Regions from separate parts of the Ovis aries genome. Here region 2 is linked to region 1. The links are chromatin contacts, called in public Hi-C maps. All regions are on one chromosome and are shown on one strand. Each heading gives the region's core, a stretch centred on a gene start, on an enhancer-like site or on the middle of the called end of the contact. The rest is flanking DNA. Distances are from core to core; before and after follow the strand shown.

Evidence for each region. Hi-C and Micro-C count contacts between places; a contact is called where the count stands out from the background.
Region 2: a contact with region 1 is called in a Hi-C map of liver, with 2.6 times the contacts expected there. The contact joins the promoter of G3BP2 here to the enhancer-like site in region 1. A contact is called at or near these places in 3 of 16 Hi-C or Micro-C datasets (liver and tail adipose tissue).

The regions. Positions count from the first base shown.
Region 1 is chr6:91,236,765-91,242,028 of ARS-UI_Ramb_v3.0, reverse strand. G3BP2 (G3BP stress granule assembly factor 2) reads left to right here. Exons shown (of 10, transcript XM_060417248.1): 6 at 346-448; 7 at 967-1,147. Among named protein-coding and RNA genes, the nearest start is that of CDKL2, 19 kb to the right of the region's middle. Within about 2 kb of position 2,193, at least 2 of the 54 cell types and tissues checked have an H3K27ac peak or open chromatin away from gene starts, as enhancers often do. A contact at or near this core is called in liver, where this site is marked.
Region 2 is chr6:91,313,169-91,318,432 of ARS-UI_Ramb_v3.0, reverse strand. G3BP2 (G3BP stress granule assembly factor 2) reads left to right here and starts at 2,167. Exons shown (of 10, transcript XM_060417248.1): 1 at 2,167-2,337. USO1 (USO1 vesicle transport factor) reads right to left here and starts at 1,975. Exons shown (of 24, transcript XM_060417226.1): 1 at 1,733-1,975. The coding sequence starts at 1,798.

The DNA.
Region 1 (5,264 bases), core at 944-3,443:
CCCAATGCTGGGGGCCTGAGTTTGATCCCTGGTCAGGGAACTAGAACCCACGTGCTGCAACTAAGATATGGCACAGCCAAATAAATAAATATATATTTTTTTAAAGACCATTTTTTCCTACTCTTTCCTTTTCTTACTAATAGATCTTTTTAAAAAATAGTGTAATTCCAAACTTCTTCTTGCTTGCTCTTTTTTAAGAGAACAAGGAATATTAAGTGCCTTTGTACTTTCAAGAAACACGCTATTTTTAAACTATTTTATGATTTCTTTGAACATTAAAAATATATATATGAAATTGTATATTAAGCCTCTTAATAAAAGATGTGGTGTATTATGTGTTGTCAGAATCAGAAGATGAAGTAGAGGAAGAACAAGAGGAAAGACAACCGTCTCCAGAACCTGTGCAGGAGAATGCTAACAGTGGTTACTATGAAGCTCACCCTGTGACGTAAGAATAGTGCTTGCAAGGCCACCTTTGGCCTAAACTATTCATATCATGTAGTTGCAAGTGGTTTTTGTTCCTAGAATTGTTGCTGAAAGTAAATTCTTGATAAAGCTATGTAGCCAGTGCCTGAGTATTTACCATGTATATGCAAGAAATTTGGAAAGCATTCTTACGTTTAATTCAAAAATCGAATGTGGGTTTGACCTAAAAGTGATCACTTGCTAATAATGTGTACTGTTTGGAACAACACAGAGTACGCATTTTATTTTTTAAATAATGGGTTTTCCTTATTTCCTAATAGTACTAAAGTAAACATGTTGAGTAATCCAGTTTTTACATTTAGGTTAAAGAAATGCTGCTTGAGAGTATTGTTCCTTCTGCCTTCTGGTTCTTAATGAACTTTGCTTCAAAACAGTGTATATTACTTGTTCTGCCCATTAATTAGAGAAATGCTGAATTTTCTCCTATTTGAGTTGATCATTTCACTCCTGCTGAAAAGTGAACAAAATATTTTGTTGTAGTAATGGCATAGAGGAGCCTTTAGAAGAATCCTCGCATGAACCTGAACCTGAGCCTGAATCTGAAACAAAGACTGAAGAGCTGAAACCTCCAGTGGAGGAGAAGAACTTGGAAGAGTTAGAGGAGAAGTCTGCTTCTCCTCCGCCTGCTGAACCTGTTTCTCTGCCACAGGAACCACCAAAGGTTAGATCAGAGGAACTCTTTAGACCCGTAACATCACGCTTTCATACGGTGCCGTTAATGAAGCATGACTTTTGTTCTGTTGTGTTAATTGCTGAATAGTAAACTGTGCTTTTTTATGTGTATGAAAGAAGCTGTGGGGTTTTTTTTTGTAATTCTGAGGAAATCATATTTCACCCCCTAAAAAACACCCCTCAGAATAAAATTTAAGATTGATTCTTATCTGTGTGCAGTGTTTAGTACCATACATGAAATTATTCGAGTCCATGTAATAAAGCCAAGTGTTGCTCTTCCATTCTGTATTAAGTCCTCTACACACGGATGCAAATAGGAGTCATGCAGTTTCCCAAGTTAAAACAAATTGGCCTATTGTTAAAACAAGTGATAACGTGTGCTATTTCTGGTTTAAATGGGAACAGTTTCCTTACTACACCAAACTGTCTTGGAAAGATGAGTGATACCCATAGTGTTTCATTTAAACCTACCTAAAACATCTTTTATCTTTCTGTAAAGTAGGTATATTTGGGTAGTGAGAGGAGGAGATTGCTTGCTCTATTTGTGAATGTCTGTTAAAGTTTCCAGCTAGTACTCTCTTCTTTCCTGTCCTTCCTCTCTCCCCTTAGCGCCATCACAACACCTTATCTTCCCCCCAAAAGGGGAAATAAATTGATTCTATTAGGTTCTTATTTTTCTAGCATGTGTAGTTGTTAGTGGTTTTGCTTGCCACTTGCTCATCTACTTAGAGCATATAGGAACTTGCTTGTGGATTTATTTAGTAGTTCAGACAAACAGTCATAATCTTGCATAATGAGATTTTGAAACCTGGCACATAGACTGGCATGTGTGTGTGTGCCTTTCTTTTTAGGAGTCCTCCAATATAGAGCAATAGTTTAGAAATGAAAAGAAAATATATATTTGGAAGTTTCCCTATAGGAATGTTGGTGGTTTTCCATGATTAGTAGTCTAGGTTTGTTGCATTTCCTGCAGGCTTTCTCCTGGGCTTCAGTGACCAGTAAAAACCTGCCTCCTAGTGGCACTGTTTCTTCCTCTGGAATTCCACCCCATGTTAAAGCACCAGTCTCACAGGTAACCAATCTGTGAACACATTGGATTGTATCCTTGTTACATTGCCAATTGCTTATCTTTTTCATACTTTTTAAAATGAGTCAATCAGAAATTATGGATTAAATATACAGAAAAATTGTATTAAATGTCAGTTGCACCCACTTTAAATGCCAGATCTCCATTCATCATCTGTATAGGTGGTATTTGGGGTATGGGTGTGTGAAATACAGATTTAGTTAGTTTTAACAATATATATTGTCATTTAAAAGCCTTCTTAAAATAACCAAAAAACTCCTTTTTATAAGTTTAAAATATCATTTAGCAAAAATATTAGGGAAGAAATTTGAAAGCCACAGAGTAGTATGGCATTATAAAGAATCGTTGTTTTTTTTAAAACAGAAAACTTAAAAAAAAAAAAACAAAAAAAACACTGCCTAAGCTCTCAGTCTGTAAGTGGTTCATACTGTTTAATTGAAGCCTGTACCAACTTATGACTGTAGTGTTCACCTTAACTGATCATTCTAGTATTCTACCTTTTGTCTGTCATCTTACCCACCTCAGAGCTTTCAAAAACATTGAAAAATAAAGACACTGGCTACCTAATGTGTTCATTAGATACACTTTAGAGTTAACCAAATTCTAAAGTAAATAGGCACAGTTAAAGGGTGTCCAGTACTTCTCCTACATTTTGAGTCAAGCTTCATTCCGGTATAAAATTTACATGTAAAATGGTTAGTGCACATAAAATTGTGTTTATACACTTCTTTTTGTGCTCTAAACATTGAAACTGTGAGATTTCAGAAGTAGCTAGGAATTATTAGGCAGTCTGCCTGGTGTTGGTACACATAATTAGCTATGTAATAGAATACGTGGCCTTGTGGTAGCTTTTTTTTTTTTTCCAGCTAGATATTCAGGAAATACTGAGTAATTACCTCAGAACACAAACTAGAAGTCTGTCTTAATGAAGATAATTATTTTGCCAAGTACCGATTGTACTTTTCTACCCATCTGAAGACTCAATAAGTGATTTTCTGAATTTTCTTTTGGAATTCTTGGTTTCTTACCAGATTTGTGTTTGGAATCTTTTGAATTATTACTTGAATTTCAGAGAGTTGGCTACATTTATTTTAAACTTAGTGCTTTGTTAAAAGTTAGAGTAACTAATGCCTATTATGCCTTTAGTCTGGCACCACACATTGTGCAAAGTACTTATTTATTCTTACCTAATCCCTACAACCACCTTGTGAGAATGGTTACTATTATTATTCCTGTTTCACAGACAAGTAAATTGAGACCTCGAGTACTTCACCTAAGGTCAGACAGCTATATAAATAAAATAGCAGGGCTTCGAATTCATGCAGTTGGATACCCATGGAAGCCTGTAGGTTTCTTCAGCCCTTGCAGGGCAGTGTGTCTCTGTTTACATCAAAGAAGAGGAGTGCTATATCTAAGTCATGTCTGTATATTACATTATATTAGATCCTAGCCTTTTGTCTAGAGAAATAAAATTTTAAGAAAAAAAAAATAAGGGTAAGAGACTGGATTGTGTTTTAATAACCTATCCCCTTATTAAGACAAAATTTTAAACATTTATAATATAAACTTTAAGTTTGTGATCTCATTAAGCTGTATAAGAATGGATTCATAATTGTTTTCCTTTTGATTTAATAAACCATTCAGTTTTATTTTGTCACTATGGTATAGTATCCATTTCCTTAACACTTAGAGCATAGATTATTAATAAAAGGCTTCCCAGGTGGTGCTAGTAGTAAAGAACCCGCCTGCCAATGCAGGAGAAATAAGAGACATGGGTTCAATACCTGGGTCAGGAAGATCCCCTGGAGAAGGAAATGGCAACCCACTTTAGTATTCTTGCCTGGAGAATGCCATGGACAGAGGAGCCTGATGGGTTCCAGTCCATGGGGTCGCAGAGTCAGATATGACTGAAGTGACTTAGCACACATTAATAAAAGGAGAATTAAATGTAATTCCAAAGTATTGGTAGGCATGAATTTAGAAGTAGTTAGGTTATTTTCTTGGCAGATTTGTTGGAAGTTGATTAGTTCATTTAAATAGCTTTTGTTTGGTTGAAGTACACATTAGTTGTGGTTTTACCTGCTGTTACTGAGTTGATTTGATGGTTTCATTTTTATTTCATATTCTGTTTACTTTCATTTGTGGAATTTGTCATGTGAGCACACTTTCTGGTTGCATGGAATCAATTTTCAGGCCTGAAGGTTGTATGTGGTTGTCTCAGTTACTTTATCTCCTTGGAACAAAAAGTTTTCATGAAATTAATCCTAAAGAATTGTAAGTGCATAGTTGGCTTAGTTGACACATATTGAAAGAAATATTGATAGATTTTTTTTTGTCTCATATTTTTCTTGTACTGACATCAAATATCTAAAAAGTTGCTAAATTCATGTATGGGTTATTTGTAAGATGTTGGAACTTATTTAAACTTGTGTTTTTAATATTAAATCCTTAAAGGATAATAAGAACTTTTTTGTTTTGGTACTTGTAGTTATTTTTGTTTTGGTTATCTTTTGAAAAGAATCTGAATCAGTCAGCTAGAATTCTTTTTCTTGGATTGAATGAATTGAGGTTTTTCTAGATATTTAAATTAAAAAGTGTGATTTGCTTTGTTCCTTAAGTATTAGCTTCATCAAACTTTAGAAAATATCTGTTCTTTAATAAGGTTTTTTATTCATACTGTTCAAGTTGTGCTTTTAGGCCCTGCCCTCCTCAGTTGAAATTTCTAAATAACTTGCCTTTTCCAGGCACCACATCCATCAGATTATTATGTAGTCTTAAATTCTAAATACAGATAGCAGTGGTCTCAGGGCTGTAATGTTGGCTCCCTGGTCAGGCTAGAACATTCTCCTACAGGTTTTGAATTAGAGAACCAAATATAATTTAATTTGAAATGAACTATTAGTTACTGAACATCTGTGTCTAATAGCACTGTACTTGGTACTTTTTCTGGCATAGAAATAAGATATGGTCCTTGTAGGAATAAAAACACATAAATAATTTAAAATGCCTAAAAGAGTTA
Region 2 (5,264 bases), core at 918-3,417, 76 kb before region 1:
AAAAAAGAGAAAAAAAAAAGTAATAAAAACTTAGCTTTTATTGAACACATACTAAGTGCTAGCTTCTTTCCATTTTTTATTTCACTTAATCCTCATTACACCCATCAGAGTAGGCATTTTTCTCATTTTACTCATAGGGTATTAGTCATCTCTTGCCTGTTCAATCTAATGAGAGGTGGAAGGCAAGGATTCAAATCAAGTTCTAATAAACCACACTTTAAAACCTAGTGCCTCAAACAAAAATATCTGATATATAACATACATGAACAAAAGCTGAAGAGGTGGGCTGTGACTATGGTAACCTGGAGAGAGCATGTGTATGTGTATGTGCGCGCGCATGTGTGTGCACATGACCGTGTGTGAAATCTCCTGATTTTCAAATGAAGGAAAGCAGATTCACCAGCTTTCAGCTTCTGCTTTAAACAGTTCTAACTCAGATGACATTAATTTTAATAATCACATAAATTCCCCAAATTCCCAGATATGTATTAAAATACAGACATCAGCAATAAAGTCTAGGCTTTGACGTAAGGCAAGCTTTGTTTGAATCCTGGCTCCATTACTACTAGTGTGACTTAGGTCAAGTGACTTCACCTCTCTAATCCTCAAGTGTTCACTTGTAAAGTGAGGATACTATCACCTATCCTACAAGGTGGTTGGGGAGCTAAGGAAAATAAGAATGTAAACTACAAAGAACACAGAACCCAGCACAAGGTAAGAACCTGGCAAATGAAAGCTATCATTGAACCTTCAGGATCCTAGTAACACAGAACATAGGATCAACATTCACAGACAATCCAGTAGTGTCTACAAATACTAACCACAGTTTACTTTTACAATGCCATACTTTGTCACTTTTTTGTAGACCTAAAATTACTCTCAAACCAATAGTTAAAAAAAAGTCATACACTTATTCCTAACAGACACTAACCAAACTTCGAGATTTATCCTAAACCTAAAATCGAACCAACTTATCAAAAATTGTGTTGAGTAGCTAACAATTTTTTTAAAGTGACGCTGCAAATCCTGTTTACACGAGTTCAGACTTCTGAATGGGGAGAATGGAAGGGACGCGTGTTCCCAAAGCATTTTGAGCGCCAAAGATCCCCACAACGACCAAGCGAGTATTTCCCAAATAGTGGGCGAGGCTGAAAAACGGGGTCCGAACTAATGACACCTGAAAGAACGACCTGCCTCTAGTTGAATGGGCAGGGGCAGGTGGCTTTGTGACCCAAACTATCGTATTATTCTTAGCCACTTGCTCTGGTCAACTGCTGGGTTTAAACCTTCCTGCAGTTTTCCTCAAAGCCCCATTCCAGACTGCGAGGGAGGTGGACTTTAGGTTAATCACCGCCAGTGAAGACACTGGCGAAAAGGGAGGGACAGGCCCGCGGCCCCGAAGGGCGTGGGAGGCAGGTCAGGCCACTTCTGCCCAGGATGGATGCCTTTCCCGGAGGTACCACCGCGGACCACCACCAAGCGGCCTGTGGAGCTTCGGGGCGCGGCTGCTGTCAGCAGGGCCAAGCCGCCGCGCTGGGGGTTGTGCTGCGGGTGTGAGGGAATAACTTGCGGGTTTCAGGAGAGGAAAAGAGGCACGGGGGCAAAAGGGGAGGCGGCATGTAGACTCCCGGCCCACGGTGACGCGCAGGGGGGTGACCTCCGGGCCCCTATGTCCTCCGTCCCGGTTTCTGCCCGGACCCTTCCCAAGTCCCGGACCCGCCGCTCCTCTCACCGTCTCGGCTTCTGTGTGCTGGGGTCCGGCACTCTGACCCCCCATAACCCCGCGGAGGAAATTCATCTTGCCGCTCAGCCACGGGCTCTACCGGCCTTTTCGGGAAAGAAGAGATAACTTCCCCTGTCCTCCGCAGGGCCCGACCCCCAAGCCTGCACTTTGCACTCCCCGGCCGCCACCGCCACAGCCTACTCGGCGGCCGCTCCAGCCCCCTAAGCCCGGAAACAGCGTCCGCCACCAGTTGAGATGCGCATGCGCGGCGACGTGGCATTACGTGGCGGCTCGAAGGGCGAAGGCAAACGAGCAAAGTAGGCGAGAGGCGGCTGGTAGCCCAGGTCCTCCTAAGCCCCGCCCACTGCGAAGGCTCCGCCCTCCCCCGTAAGAACACGCCTCCCACTCCAGCCTTCGGCTGGTGCCTCCTGCTGGCCCCAACCACCCACGTGGTGCGAGCCCGGCCCTGCCGGCAGGAGACCTTACGGATTGTGTACGCATTTTGGCTTGCAAGGTGTTTAATTGTTGCCGGGCGGGACTTACTGCAAGCTGTCAAGTCTGGGGTTGTGTTTTGTTGAGTAGAAAGAGAAATTGTCCTTCGGCCGACGTGACAGGTAAGGGGTCCCGGCCTCTGGGAGGGTTCATTTGGTTTTGCGGTATAGCAGTACGAGCTTTGTGGCCTTCTCATCCCCACAAATTGCATTTCTTTACAGGGCTTTGTTTGGTGAAAAAAAGGGTACTTGAGCCCCCTCATTCCATTGCCACGGGAGGGCGCATTTCTCAGCTTTTGCTCTTCCAACCTGCTAAAAGGAATTCCTGGATCTAAACACCAGGTACACCGCTATTTTCTAGGGGTGTGAGGAGGAAACCAATCCAACCCTGCGTTTGGCTTACTAGATTAAATACATTGATCTGCAGTGTCATTTTGACAGCAGGGAACATAATGTTTTGTTATTAATGCTAAACTCTTAGATTTTCAGCGTGTGTCTGGGGGGTTAGCATGAAAAATATTCGTTTTTCAAATCGGTAAGCCTTGTTTCTTTTGAAATGAGAGTGCCAGATACACATGCTTATGGAGTAGTCTTGTCAATGCCTTGAACGTGAAAGCGCAGAGTCTAGTTATAACTGATTCATACACCACTCCCCTTGGATGCCCCACAGGTCTCAGACTCCCCAACCTTCCTTTAAAAAAAAAAAAATCAGTATGCTTCGTTCATGTGCCCTGCTGCACTCATCAGTATCACTAGCCAAATAATTGCCTAAGCTGGAAGGAGGAGGCTGGGAGGAATCTGAAACTCTGGAATTCACCCCCGCATGTCCAGTAGTCAAATCCTGTCATGCCTATTTATAGACTATTTTTCAAATAGGTCTCTGCTCTCCATGCTCTCTGCCTCTGACATGGTTTATGTTCCCATCATTCTTCACCAAGATTACGGGCAATAGCTTCCTAACTGGTTTGTCAGCATTTAAGCCTTGGGTTTCTTCCAGTCACCCAAGTCCACTCTTGGGTGAGCCTGACAATGACAAAACATCTGTCCATGTTAGTCCTCGTCTGAAAATCCTCCGGTTGTCGCCCATTCACCTCAAAATAAAATCCAAACTCCTTAGCTTGATGTATAGGCCTGTTATGTTCTGGCTCTTGCCTGTTTTTTCAGCTCCTGCCTCCCACACATACTCTGGATATAGGCCTGGATAAGTCCTTCCCCTCCCTCCACTTCATCAAGGAAACTCCTGCTAGTTCCTTAAAATTTAACTTTGGTATCTTCAGAAAGCTCTCCCTGAAATCTAGATAACATGTGTATATGCTATTCCTTTGCAGTTGTTAATATGTGGGAAGCTCTCAATAAATGCCTATTGAGCCAGACTGTTAATGGCAGAATGTGTTATTCATTTTTATATCTCTGTGGCTTAGCATTGTCACATAAAAGGTGATATTGATAGATACATGAAGAAAGCATTAAAGGGTATATGAATATAATGATGAGGAGGAAGGTCCTTTTTTTCATCTGTAGGGTGGGTTTGCAGATAACACATATCACAAAGGCTATGGTGCAGTTTCCTTTGCTAGTGCCAAGGTTTTAAGCTTCTGTGAGTTGGAGAACAGTGGGGATCATACTGCCAAAAATATTGTACACTAAGCATTGTCCTCTGTTTTAAAACTGGACACTTGACAGTTTGCTTTAGATATTTTCCACCAGGGCATTTCCTTGCAGCCTAAAAAAAGTAACCAATAAATGCTCAGCATTTTTATTACCAAGTAATATCTGCAAAGAACTTCATCTAGTCCTTAAGTGTCACCCCTCCCTGAGCCTCTCCTCACCTCTAGGGGTAAAGCTCTGAGATGGAGTGGGGCTCATGGATGTTTATTACATGTATTATTTGGTAATAAAAAGCAGCGCCTTCACATTTTAGCAGAATCATTTTAAGGCACCAACCTTTCCAAAATGCCCTGCTTTGTTTTAAATTTCCGTGAGTATAGCAGACGCTCAAGAACCATTTCTTAAATAAAGGAAAAGAAAACATGAAAAAATTATGACTGCCCGACTTATGCCGTTATACTTCTCACTTTTATAAATCTAAATATTCAATGGACGAATGCGAATCATTAAAATACATATAATTCATGGCTCAACTGGTAAAGAATCTGCCTGCAATGCAGGAGACCTGGGTTTGATCCCTGGATTGGAAAGATCCCCTGGAGAAGGGAAAGACTACCCACTCCAGTGCTCTGGCATGGAGAATTCCATGGACTGTATAGTCTGTGGTGTTGCAAAGAGTCAGACACGACTGAGTGACTTTCAGTTTTCAAAATGTTAACTTGGGTAAATAAAAGTGATTTTTCTGAGAACAGAACAACTAACAAAACTCATTGATTTGAAATTCATTTTTAGATTTGCTTGCTTCCAATCCCCTAGCTCAGTGGCTCTCTTCAGTGGCCCACTTTCCTCATCCTTTTTTATTTTCTATAGCAAACTCAACAATAACAATGAAATATCATTGCACAAGATTGGTTGAGGGTGGTGGTAATACAGTGGACTTTTGTCCATACCTGCTTTGGAGGATGAGTGGAGGTGATAATTTGTGTCTAAAATGTATCAGTCACATACAGGTTTTTAAAGACTAGTTACTGGAAAAGTCAGGGTTCAAAAATATTGTTGATAAAATTTTGCATTAAGTTTTATTCATTACCCAAACAACACACAGCAAAATAAATTGATAATGATGAAGCAGTAATTGACATTCAGAACCAACCAATAATAACAGTATCAAATACACTTGTGCTGTTTCTTTGCCAGACTATTCAAAGGACTTTACAAGAAATAAATTGCTTAATTCTCTCAACAACCTTATGAACTGAATAATCTTATTAGCCTCATTTTTCCCGTGACAAAACAGGGACAGAGAGTAACTTGCCTGATGTCATATAGGTAGAAAGTGGCAGAGCTGGAACGTAAATTGGTAATCTGACTCCAAAGCCTGTGCTCTTATGTACTACCCTGTCTGACCTCTCTAGACTCAAGACAATGATCCTGCACTAAGT